Linked DNA regions of Mus musculus: region 1 is linked to region 2. Evidence: chromatin contacts called from public Micro-C data. All regions are on one chromosome and are shown on one strand. The core of a region is the stretch at or near the end of the contact, and the rest is flanking DNA. Distances in the headings are between cores, read along the strand shown.

Region 1 (6,618 bases), core at 2,354-4,853, 120 kb after region 2:
GGAAGGAAGAAAGAAAGAAAGAAAGAAAGAAAGAAAGAAAGAAAGAAAGAAAGAAAGCTAGAAGAGTATAAGTCCTGTGGACATCAGTATAGTCGGGCTACTTAAAAGAATATTGTGGCGTCTTAGTCAGTGTGCTGTTTGACCATGGCAATTCTTATAAAGAAAACATTTACTTGTGGCTGGCTTACAGTTTCAGAGGTTTAGTCCATTATCCTCATGGTGGGAGCATGGTGGCCTGCAGACAGACATGGTACAGGAGAAATAGCTGAGAATTCCAGATCCGAAGGCAGAAGGAAAACAGACAGTCGTTGGGCCTGCCTTAGGCTTCTGAAACCCAAACCCCAAAGCCCACCCCCAGTGACACACTTCCTCCAACAAGGCCACACCTCCTAGTAGTATCATTCCCTAATAGCCAAGCATTCAAATATATGAGCTCATGGGGGCCATTCCTGTTCAAACCACCACAGATGGGGTCAAAATATTTCTTTTATTATTTTTTTCCTTTTTCCAATCCAGATATATTAGGTCAAACTAGAGCTCTATATTGTAATTTTATAATTATAGTTCCCCCATCTCTGTGTATATATGTGTGTGCATGTGTGTGTGTGTGTGTATACATGCGCGCTCTCTCTCTCTCTCTCTTTCTCTCTCTCTCTCTATCTCTGCTGACTGACCAGCAAGTCCCAGGGATCTATCCATTTCTGATCCCCAGCTCTGAGTTACAGACACATGCCACAGCACTCAACTTTTTAGATGGGTGCTGGGGACCTGAACTTAGGTCCTCACACTTGCATAGCAGGTGCTCTGTGCACTGAGCCATCTCCTCATCCCCTAGGTATAGACTTCTCCCTGAGTCTGCCACAGACAGTGAACCAGAAGTGCAGGAAAATAAGGACTTTATGCCTGTAGTCATGTGTGTGTGTGTTAGTAAGATGAGGACTATTTAGAAGCATGACTTGTTGGAACCAGGGTATATTTTAGTAGTAGAGTGTGCATGTGAAAAGCTGGGTTCAATCCCAAATACTTCAAAAAGAGAAAAGAGAATCTGTACATCTCAGCCCAGCAGTGTCTTGTGAGAGACGTGTGTTACTGATTTCCAGGAGGCAGTTCTTATCCCTCCTGCACCCACTTTGCCCAGGTGGTACTGTCTATTGCTACAGGAGCAGCAAGTGTTACCCTAGGAACATGGGTTAACCACACTCAAAGGTTACCTGCTTGCCTGTCTATGAACCACAGCCATGGCTCCTCCTGCCTGGTCTTTGCTGAGAAGAACCATCTCCAGGTGGGTTGTCTGATGCTGACAGCAACGCATACTTGTTATTGTTGCTTTTGTTATTTTTTTTTTCTTAGTGTGACCTTTTGGACTACATCCTTGGCACAGACGCAAAGCTTGTTAAAGCTAATACCTTGTTTAATGGAACCTTGAAGATCAAAGGCAGAAGATCAGGGCAAGCAAGTCTCTTCCAAGACCCTGAAAGTCATTTTCCTCCTGCACAGTTTTGACGTTCCGCCTCCCCGTTTGTTCTGAGCTGTAATAGAATCCTCTTGCTCTAATTGCAGTCCAACGGAGACAGACAATGCGTGTGCTTATTTATTAAACGCTACAAAGACTGGGATGAAAATTAAGAACAGAATCAAATCAAAGGCTTAGATATTTTATCATGCATACCATCACCCACATAGCACAGGTCTGCCAACTGAGAGGGAAAAAAGGATGAAAGTGCGGGAAGGGACAGAGAAGATGGTGAGAAGAGAGGAGAGCTTTCTTGCTGAACTGGCCCTTCTCTGCACTCTGCTGACAATATTTGAAGACAGTAGAACACAGAAAGAGAGCAGAAGAAATGCCTATCTCGGAGTTGACCAGATGGCTCAGTGGTAAAGGGCTCACTGTAAAAGCCTGATGACCTGAGTTTGGTCCCTGAGACCCATGTAAGGTGAATCACAATCTGAGCTCTGTGCATGGACATCTACATACATGACTTGCACAAACATACACACAATATAATACATTTTAAGTACATCTCTCATCAGTCAATACATTGGGTGCCTACCTATTATACAAGGGTTGGGGGGGGGCGCTCTGGGATTATAAAGAGGAAGATTCCCTTGCTCTTGGGAAGTGACAAAGGTTAACAATTAAAGCCTCTACAAAGTTCACAGAGAAGGTGGTTGGAAACCCTGCCTGGGGAAGAAGGGAGGTTCCAGGTAGGCTAGGAAGATGAGTAGGGGGTCACTGAGTATGTAAACAGACCATACAAAAGCAGGGAGCTTTATGTTTTTTGTTTTTTGGTTTTTCAAGACAGGGTTTCTCTGTATAGCCCTGGCTGTCCTAGAACTCACTTTGTAGGCCAGGCTGGCCTCCAACTCAGAAATCCTCCCGAGTGCTGGGATTAAAGGTGTGTGCCACCACGCCCGGCAGCAGGGAGCTTTAAAGAGCATTTCTTTTTTTAAGGAGAATTAGGAAGCTGCAGATTTATACTCTGGGTGTGGTAGACATAGACCTATAATTCCAGAGGCAGGTGGATCTCTATGAATTTGAGACTAGCCTATATGGCAAGTTCCAGGCAAGCCAGGGGCTACAGGATGAGACCCTATCTCAAAACAGAAGAGGAGGAGAGAAAGAAGGAAAGAAAGAAAGGGAAGGGAAGGGGAAAGGGAAGAAAGAAAGGATGGTATTTTAAATATACTTGGCCCAGGGAGTGGCACTGTTAGGAGGTATGGCCTTATTGAACTAGGTGTGGCCTTGTTGGAGGAAGTATGACTCTGAGACCCTCCTAGCTGCCTGAAAACAGTCTGCTCCTAGCTTCCTTTGGATGAAGACGTAGAACCCTCAGCTACTCCAGCACCATGCCTGCCTGGATGCTGCCTTGCTCCCTACCTTGATGATAATGGATGAACAGAACTTGTAAGCCAGCCCCAATTAAATGTTGTCCTTTATAAGAGTTCTTAGTCATGGTGTCTGCTCACAGCAATGGAAACCCTAATTAAGGCAGAAAGAAAAAAAGAAAAAAAGAAAGAAAGGAAGGAAGGAAGGAAGGAAGGAAGGAAGAAAGAAAGAAAGAAAGAAAGAAAGAAAGAAAGAAAGAAAGAAAGAAAGAGAAAGAAAGAAAAAGAGAAGAAAAAGGCCAGTGTGATTGAGCAGTAGAAGGAGAAGGAGACAGACAGGCTGGGAACAGATTATGGAAAGTCTTTCCTACCACACAAGAAGTGTGGCCACTATGTGAATGCAATCTCACTGGGAGTGGAGAGATGGCTCCTGCTCTTCTGCAGCTAGCTGTTCGATCAAACTTTGTATGTTGATAGATAGGATAAAAGCTGGGACGCTGAAGGGTGAGGGGAAGTTGGCAGAAGGCTGGAGGAGAGAGCTGGCAGAGCAGACAGAGGGAGAGAGGGCCGGAGGGTGGGGAAGGAGTCAGGGTGGACAGCACAATCCCGGGTGGGACTGCTAGGTGGGTGGTAGCACTATTAACAGAGACAGGGAGTCCAAAGCGAGCAGAGCAGTGGGTTTGGCAGGGAAACCTCACGTTCACTTCAGACTGTTTGATGTCCCTGGGTGCTTGCCAGCAGATACCAGCAAGGCAGTTTCTGTTTGTTTACTCAGTGCTTGGGGATAGGATCCAGGGCTCACCCACACTCAGCAAGGCTCCTGCCTCCTAGCTATACCCACTGACAGAGACTACAGAGAGGGAGGTAGAGGCCAACTAAGGACATTTGGCACAGGTAGGGACACACCTGCAGGTGAAAAAACAAAACAGTTACCAAAAGATGTGTGTGTGTGTGTGTGTGTGTGTGTGTGTGTGTGTGATTGTGAGTTGCCAACCTAAAAGAACTGAGAAGAATGGGTGAGTCAAAAATTGGACATAGGTGAGATGGAAAAAATCTTTAAGGAGCCATAGCTACCCAAGAACAACCAATTCTCCCGTGAATTACAAACACTGTGGTGAAGGTGAACCAGTGCGGCACAAATTCTTTTCTAGTACAGAGACCTTGGCTTCTGGTAGCCTTCTTCTAGACAGTTTGCTTGCCGTGATCCAGTAAAGAAGGTAATATATTGCTTTAAGAGTTTGTTTTCTAAGCCGGGCATGTGTCTTTAATCCCCACACTCAGGAGGCAGAAGCAGAAGCTGGTGGATCTCTGTGAGTTCGAGGCCAGCGTGGTCTGCAGAGAGTTCCGGGACTGCCAGAACTATGTGGAGCAAACCCTGTCTCGAAAAATAAACAAGCAAGCAAACAAACAAACAAGCAAACAAAGAGTTCATTTTCTGGGGACTAGGGAAATGGCTCAGCAATAAGAGCACTGGCATTCGCATTGGCGGCTCAAAAAACATCTTCATTTAAGTCCAATTCCAAGAGAGTCTGTCGCCCTCTTTCTGGCCACTATGAGCACTGCACACATATGATGAACAGACATCTGAGTGTATAAAACTTAAACACACAAAAATATTTTAAAAACAAAGCAAAGTTCATTTTTGTAAGTGGGTGGTGGTGGTACATACCTTTAATCTCAGCTCTTGGGAGGTAAAGGCAGACAGATCTCTGTGAGTGAGTTTGTGTCCAACTTACTCACACTGTCCTTGAACTCATAGCCAAAGGCACCCTTCAAACTTGTAATTTCAGTTTCCCTTAAGTAGCTGGGATTACACACCTGCACTACCAGGCCCAGCTCATAGTTGTTTTCGAAAACATAACTTATTAGAGCAGGATACAACATAGTAGAAAATAAATAATAAATAAAAATGAAAAAATATAATGAAAAGTGTGAGTGGACACACCCCTGTGGCTGCAAACACCCTGGAGGCTGAAATGGAGCTGTTTGAGCCCAGGAGTTCAAGATCAGTCACACAACATAGCAAGACTCTGTTTCAAAAAAAGAAAGAAAGAAAAGAAAAAGAAAACCTGTATCCTCGTCCCTGGCCCTAACTCTCAATCATATCACTTGGTTTTCAAGTCTGCTGGCATTGTGTGTTCTAACAGAGATTGTCAGTGTACCTATAAGTACTCATTTACAAAGAAATACTCTAGGTGATGTGCACCTTTCTTTTTTTTAAGATTTATTTATTATATGTAAGTACACTATTGCTGTTTTCAGACATACCAGAAGAGGGCACCAGATCTTGTGATCTCATTTCGGGTGGTTGTGGGCCACCATGTGGTTGCTGGGATTTGAACTCAGGATCTTCAGAAGAGCAGTCAGTGCTCTTAACCGCTGAGCCATCTCTCCGGCCCGTGATGCGCACCTTTAATCCCAGTACCCAAGATGTCTGTGAGATCAGCCTGGTGGATCAGCAAGCTCCACTCTAGCCATTGTGAGACCCTGACTCAAAAACAAAAGCAATTTAATCCCCAAGCAAAGAAATGCTGTTCTTTTTCTTCCTCTGTTGGTAGGAAACAGAACTGCCTGCACCTTTGTTCACGTTGTTAACTTTGAGGTTTTCTTGTGGTTTTACTAGAGTTCAAACAAGACTCCAGTTCATTTCAGCTCCATCCCTGGCAGACCAACGGGAAGCAACTGCATCAGCTTCTCCATCTTCTGTGTCTGCGATGACCAGGATGCAAAGGTACCTGCAGCAGCGAACCTTGAACCTCTTTATCCTCCACCCGAGGAGCCATCTGCCCCACCCCCTTATGTTATCATTTTATCTCATCTTTGAAGCTTGAGGATCATTGTCTTAGAAGAAAAAGAGTCAGTCCTGTGAGGTCAGCTACATGGGAGGAAAGGAAGTTTTAAAGAAAGTAAGGAAACCTAAAGTTAAAGTAAAATAAAATAAAACTTAGGTCCTCCCGCATCTTGAAGGAAAGACAAAAAATAAGAAGAAAATAGTTCTGAATCAGAATGTAGGAGAACAGAGCCAGGCCAGCCTTTCATTCACACAGGGTCTCAATGTGAGGCCTGGATGGCCTGGAATGACTGGCTCTCTACCAGGCCCAAGCATTGCAAACATGACACTGACAGATCTCTCTCTTCTTGTTTCCCTCTCGATTGCTAAACCTTAAATTACATTCCTCAAGCTAGTCACTAAGGTCTATTCCCTTATTTGGCCATTTCCTTATGCCTATCTCATTCTGAGGTCCATGTACTGGCTGGCTGTGTGTCAACTTGACAGAAACTAGAGTCATTAGAGAGTAAGGAGCCTCAGTTGAGGAAAAGCCTCCATGAGATCCAGCTGTCCATCAATTTTCTCAATTAGTGATCAGTAGGAGAAGGCCCAGCCCATTGTGGGTAGTGTCATTGCTGGGCTGATGGTCCTGAGTTCTGTAAGAAAGCAGGCAGAACAAGCCAGGAGGCAAGCTAGCACAAGCACCCCTTTATGGCCTCTGCACCAGCTCCTGCCTCTAAGATCCTACCCTGTGTGAATTCCTGTCCTGACTTCCTTTGGTGATGACCAGCAACATGGAAGTGTAAGCTGAATAAACCTTTCTCTTCCCAACTTGCTTTTTTGCCATGCTGTTTCGTTGTGTTGTGTCCAAGATCACAATAAATCCCCAGGAGAACTCTAAGAACTGTTGATCCGATATAGTGAAACAAGAGAGTCTTTTATTAATTTGAGTCAGACTCAAATCACAAACCTTCCCACTGCACAGGACAGGAGTGGGACCCTGTGCCTAGAGGTTTGGCGTT
Region 2 (6,394 bases), core at 1,328-3,827:
AGTATTTTGAGTACAGTAATACAGATGTACTATCATGCCTACTGTAAGACTTATTAACTTGGAACTGAGAGATGGCTCAGTGGTTAAGAGCACTAGCTGCACTTCCAGAAGACCTGGGTTCTATTCCTGGGGCCCACATGGAAGTTCACAAACATCTGTAACTCCAGTTTCAGGGAATCTGATGCTCTCTCTGGCCTCTGCAGGCACCAGGCATGTTTGTGCTGCACAGGTATACATGCAGAGAAAATATACATACAGAATGAAAAAGGATAAGATTAATTTAATAAAATAAATTTGTATTCCTTTGAGGATTGAACTCCAAGGTTCTTCACACAGACAGCACTTCCTTGAGCACTTCAGAGCAATGCCTAGTTCCTTTTACCTTGTTTGTGTGTTTTTAAGTCTTTTGTTTTTAAGATTTATTTATTTATGTATATGAGTACACTGTCCACGTTGCTGTCTTCAGACACACCAGAAGAGTGCATCAGACCTCATCACAGATGGTTGTGAGACACCACATGGTTGCTGGGAGCTGAACTCAGGACCTCTGGAAGAGTAGTCAGTACTTTTAACCTCTAAGCCATCTCTCCATCCCCCTTTTACCTTATTTGTATTGAAGGAAAGTTCTCAGGAAGAAGTTGACTCCCCATCACCCCCCACCAGAAATGCCCAAGGCCAACTAACTTATTAGGACTTCAACAATGTTGGAGTTAGAATGTTACAAGTCCAGAGCCACTGTTAGCTCTTTTGTAGACATTTCCTGCCCTCCTCTATGTGTGAGCTAATATCTTTGTGACTGTCTTCAGTGTACCAATGCCACCGACCAAGTGGCTGTGAATGCCCTGAGATAGGGCGTGAGGCCTGGAGCTTCCATTTCCTCCCTTGGCTTTAATCTACCTGCCTGATGTTTCTAACACGTCTGAAAAGTGGCATGCTTTAAGAATGCTCCGCTGCGGTAAACACCTCACCAAACATCCCCACTTAGAAGCATGGAATTTGGACTAACCTAGTCTATGTTCTGGAACCACGGTCACTCATGTTTAGCTCCAGAATACATTACTCTTTTTGAGTTGAGAGCCGTGTTTTGCCTCGGCAGTAACTAAGGAGATAAGGGAGGAAAATGCTAGTTCCCTGTAGAGTTTATGTCCAAGCTGGTCAGAATGTAACTGCTGTGAGGAATAAATATTTGTCCTTTTTGTGCAGAGATTCCTGGTCACAGGAAGCACATGTCAAGGTTTGATAAATGGTCCACACAGGAGGATCAGTACTTCCTTATCATTTGCAAATAAATATCAAATATGCAGAACAAATATTGATCTGTCAATACCGGAACCTGGTTTGGAAGACAAATGAGTTTTTCATTACACAAGCTTTTTTTTTCTTCTCCTAAGCACAGCATTGTGGAGAGACAACACTGACCTATTCTCCTCAGACCCTGGGCTCCATGGGAAGCTAAGCTCCACCTGAGCGAGCATAAGCATCCTTCCAGGCAGATCCATCACTGATCTGACCAAGTCAGATTCAGTTGCTGCCCTTAACACCCTTACTTAACACAATGTTTCCAGACAGTCACAGCCTCTGGCCAGGAGGCTGCAAACCAAACCAGGCTGTGGCCACGGGAGAGGCGGCGAGGGCTGTTCATCCGGCACTGACTGACTGATGCTCCTGACGCTGAGGGCCGGCAGTGCTGTGGAGGTGCTTCCTATACAGGAGGAGAGTGAGGGAACATGGCTGACTTTCTGCACAGAACAGGCCACACAAAGCAGTGCCAGCCGAAATGAGACTGCAGGGCCTCTGATTCAGTCTGGGCAGAGTTAAGTACTTGGATTCTATCTAAACATTTGGTAAACTCCATACCCTCATGTAAAATGTTGGTGATAAGTAAATGAAAAACAGCTTAAGCAACACTGTCATTTTCAAAGGAAGAGAGAGTTTACACACGAAGCCGGACATGAACATGAGCCCTCCTACCCTCAGCCCATTCTGTACCCCACGCAGGATGAGCACAAGAGTCCAGGGCACTTGAGTCCACACATATGGACATGTTGTCCATATGAGGACTAGGAGTTTGACAAACACCTCAGTAGGCAGGAGAGGGACCATATGTAGGTAATAAAGGTGGCAAATTTCCAAGATGGCTGGCTTCTTCCTCACCTTCCAGACCGCAAGACAAGTTCAAGGCAGACCAGGACATGTTTGTGTGACAGTTGTGGGCCAATTAGCTACCAACCCTAAATTACTGAAAACTATACCAACATTCTCCAGTAAGGTAAAATCTCCAATCTTGGTTCTGAAGACATGGATAACTGCCCTTTCCCATCTTCCCACCTTCCTCCATTCCAGTCTCCTTTGCTAGGTCTAAAACCACCTAACTTTTCCCAGCTATGAGCTGTGCTAAGAACCCAGGGACCCTGTCTGTCCTGTTTGTGCCACTCTACCTGGGCTAATGTCTAAGAGCATAGGAAGTATTCAGAATTATTTTTACAAAATGAAAGCTGAAAGTCTTCAGTGCAACAGATGTCCAGAAGAGGGCATCTCGACATTAGAAAACAAACCTAACTGATCAGCAAAATGCTAGTTAAGTCTATCTACAATGAAGTATTATAAAGAGTGGAAAGACTGTCGTAAAATAAAGACTTCCATACTATTTGAGACAGAGTCTCAATCTGAAGGCCAGGCTGGCCTGGCATGGCTGGCAACCCTGCCCCATGAGTACTGGATCCAGGTGTGAGCTGCCTTGCCCAGGGTGTGTAGGGTTGGGGGTAGTATGTGCCACAGAGCACATGTGGAGACCAGGGACAACTTAGTCGAGTACTGCTCTTCCTTCTTCCTTTCCCTAAATTCTGGGCATCAGTCTCAGGCCATCAGGTTTGAGGCCCATAGCTGTACTCATGGAGCTGTTTCAAAACCCCTCCCTTTTGAGACAGGGTCTCTCTACATAGCCCTGGTTGTCCTAGAATTTACTACATAGACCAAGCCAGCCCTGAACTTGGAGATCTGCCTGCATCTGCCTCCCGAGTGCTGGAATTTGAGGCCTGCTTCACTGTGCCCAACTTGGCTCTACATTTAATAAGAGTACATAAATATGAACGAGGCCTGGATCTCACTCCCAGTACTGGTGGGAGGAGGCAGATGGCAGCCGCTGTCTCCACCTCCTTCTAGCTGTGTAACAGATGCTGGCCCATGACTGTCTGCTTGGACCCACAGCAAGGCAGACCCTGTTCCCAAGTGTTCATATCTGTAAGTGGAAGCAAAGAACTATGCCTTCCTTGAAGGGCCAGGCAAGGACTGGAGATGGTGCATGTGGAACACTCCGTTCATCATCTAGGTCATCACAGTGTTGCTAATGTAACTACTTAAACGTGTACAAGGCATTACTATAGCTGACTAAGGGAAGGTACTTTATCTGTAATGCACACCCGTGCCACGTATTTTCCTGCTCCCAGACTTCACCTTTTATGAGACTGCTCACACAACTTGTCATGATCAATCCTCCACTCCCTTTCTGGCTCTCCTTTTCCGTCCTTTGGATGTGGTTCCCTATATTCCCATTTACTCATCTGTGTGGCCACCGATGGCCTCTTACTCAGTCACTCCACTAGTTCCTGATATCCCTAGGAGCACTCTATTCCCAGATGTTTCTTACCAACCTGGTCCCTTCCTCGCAGTTCCCTGGCAGCCTGAATGCTCAAGTCCCACAGTGCTTCTACCCACCCACGAGCTCCAAGCTCAACTTGGCTGTTTTACAGGTACCATACACAAATGTGGCAAAGACAAACAGTCTGTCTTCCTTGGATTTACTGAGTTTCTAATTTCACAGGATGATGAAACCACCATTAGCCAAGCGACAGATCTCGGGTGTGGCCAGCGTAAGTGGCTCCATCGGGCACCTGCTCTCTGTACCTTTGATTTACTGCTTGATCCCAATGGCTTTCCCTTGTTTTTTTCCTATCTAGACCCCATCAGCAACTTCCAATTTACATCTGTGCAACATGTCACTGCCTCTAAATGCTGCTATAAACCCCACCCAGCTTATGTGTATTATTAGACCAACATTCGTATCTTAGTTTAGACCATTTTCACCACCCCTGAAAGAAACTATCAACTCCCCCAACCACCACCTATTTACCTTCTTAGTGATCTGCCTATTCTAGACATTTTAGATCAATGGAACCATTCAACATGTGGCCTTTTGTAACTGTCAACTCCTGCTGCTCCATTCTCCACTGCATTCTTTCCTTCCCAATTTCCATATTGATCTTCATAAAACACTGCTCATGTCAGTACCTGCCTTAAAACTCTACAGTGACTTGAGGTAGACTGACGAATAACATTCATCCCCTTTCATTTTTGTTTGTTTGGCTGTGTTTTTTGAAGTGGGGTCTTGCTGTGTAACCCCAGCTGGCTTGGAACTTGCTATGTAGAGCAGTCTGGCCTTGAACTTGTGTTGATCTTCTTGCCTATGCCCCACCCCCCACCCCCCACCCCACCCCCGCCCTGTCCCCGATGCTAGGGTTCTATGCAGCATTATGTGTGGAAGGTCATCAAGTTTCATGCCCATAAATGTCTTCTTAACCCGGCTTTACTCCAGCTATACCCTCTACTATTCTTCCTTTATGCCTTTCAAGCGCCCAGCTTCCCAGGCACACACATATACACATCTATGGACCCTGTGGTTTCCCTCCTTAGGACATTCTTTTCTTCTCTTCCTTATCTCCGTCTGTCTCCATCTAGTTACCTACTCACTTATAGAAAACCACTTTTCTGTGATGCTAGGGAACAAAGCAGGGCTGTGTGCGTGTAAGGTAAGCGCTATTACTAAGTTACATCCCAGCTCTTTAAGTAGCTCTCATGTCTTTATACTCTTTAGACCCTCACTAGTGATTCAGCTTTTTCCCAGGGAGTTGTTATCGCACTGAGCTGTAATACTGTACTATCATGTCCCCTAAGACCTTTGACTACTAACCAGGGATCACAGAATGTGCTGAGCTCTGCAACATCTAGCAAGCTGCAGAGTTCTGGTAAGAAAGACTCAAGTCAACTACAAGCTGACCGTCAATAATAATCTTGGAATCAAAATCTGTTTAAGCACACTCCATATCACCTAGCAGGCAATCTGATTACTTTGTCCTTGAAAATCTATATGCAAGCTGGTAACAGTAGCAAGCTCATAAATGCAGCACTTAGAAGGAAGAGCAAGCAGATCTCTGAGTTCAAGGCCAGCCTGGTCTACCAAGTGAGTTCAAGGAAAACCAGGGCTACACAGAGAAATCCTGTCTCAACAAACAAAAAAAGAAAAGAAGAAAAGAATACCTGTCTACAGAAGTTCTATTCTATAATGCATTTAACATCTTTACAGCATATATGCATATAGGTACATTTAGTGCAAGTGCACCACTAGGTGCAAGGAACGAAGTCTGCTACAGAAGGAGCACCCAGAGAGGACCTTCAGGCAAGCCTGCATCTACAGGGGAAGGAGTGCCCAGAGAGGACCTGTAGGCAAACCTGCATCTACAGGGGAAGGAGAGCCCAGAGTACCTGGAGGTAGACCTTCTTCACACCGGGCAAATAGTCAGCAATGCGGCCAAAGAGAAGCCGTCCAACTCCTGAAGTGATGCCAATGCACATGAAGAGCACCTCTTTGTTGTTTACATCTTGAAACCTTTCCTTTACATGGTTCATCTGTAGGTCAAGAAAAAGGAAACTGCACTGAGTACAGGAGGCAACCTCACAAGACTGGAGGCCTGCATCATTAAACATCAAATGTGCTCTGTCTCCCTCCACAATGTTACTCCAACCCCCCTTCAAAATCAAAACATTTAAAAGCAGCTCCTGTGATAAGTCCGTGATCTAGAAAAACATATCAAGAAAATCTATCGTGATTTAGCTTGCACAAGCGGAATGAGTTTCCTGAGGGTGGTGGCACACGCTGGAATCCCAGCCCTTGGCAGACTAGGGAATGTTTAAGAATGCAAGGCTGCATAGTACAATCCAGAGCAGCCTGGCTTGTACAGCAAGACCTTGACTCAGAAGACCAAAACTTCAAAAGATGAGTTATTACCATAATTATTATTTTTAGTAAACAGATCGGTCAGCACACACTATTTGTTTAAAGGAGCCTGGAGACCTGGAAGATTACCTGCCCCCTGGAAGATGGCTGAAGGTCATCTTTGGAGTTTTATTTCTTCTGGGAACCAGAACAAAACTGATGCCCTTGCAATATGTCCTACCAGAGCTTCCTACATGGAAGTGTAAGTTCCGTGTGCCATGCCAGTAAATACAGACACAAAACAATCTGTAGTGGTCAGATCTCTCAGACTGCCAAACCTAAGCCCCATGGCTGAGCTATGATTTAGGATCTCGGTTTGTCTACAATATGGAGAGAGCAACAGTA

What was found. Hi-C and Micro-C count contacts between places; a contact is called where the count stands out from the background.
Region 1: a Micro-C map of the G1E-ER4 cell line shows a contact between it and region 2, with 6 times the contacts expected there. The contact joins two enhancer-like sites. A contact is called at or near these places in 3 of 15 datasets of contacts at CTCF or cohesin (CD8 T cells, the NIH/3T3 cell line and large pre-B cells), 24 of 484 Hi-C or Micro-C datasets (the AML12 cell line, the Ba/F3 cell line, the C2C12 cell line and 17 more), 7 of 115 datasets of contacts at active chromatin or transcription factors (the HPC-7 cell line, the NIH/3T3 cell line, acute myeloid leukemia and 4 more) and 1 of 9 other capture datasets (liver).

The regions. Positions count from the first base shown.
Region 1 is chr10:40,174,233-40,180,850 of GRCm38.p6, forward strand. It overlaps Gm31992 (a long non-coding RNA gene), which reads left to right. Exons shown (of 4, transcript XR_871594.1): 4 at 1,351-1,608. Among named protein-coding and RNA genes, the nearest start is that of Gm31992, 14 kb to the left of the region's middle. Within about 2 kb of position 3,604, at least 38 of the 459 cell types and tissues checked have an H3K27ac peak or open chromatin away from gene starts, as enhancers often do. A contact at or near this core is called in the G1E-ER4 cell line and liver, where this site is marked.
Region 2 is chr10:40,050,949-40,057,342 of GRCm38.p6, forward strand. It overlaps Slc16a10 (solute carrier family 16 (monocarboxylic acid transporters), member 10), which reads right to left. Exons shown (of 6, transcript NM_001114332.1): 4 at 5,539-5,682. Among named protein-coding and RNA genes, the nearest start is that of Mfsd4b1, 29 kb to the left of the region's middle. Within about 2 kb of position 2,578, at least 23 of the 459 cell types and tissues checked have an H3K27ac peak or open chromatin away from gene starts, as enhancers often do. A contact at or near this core is called in the G1E-ER4 cell line and liver, where this site is marked.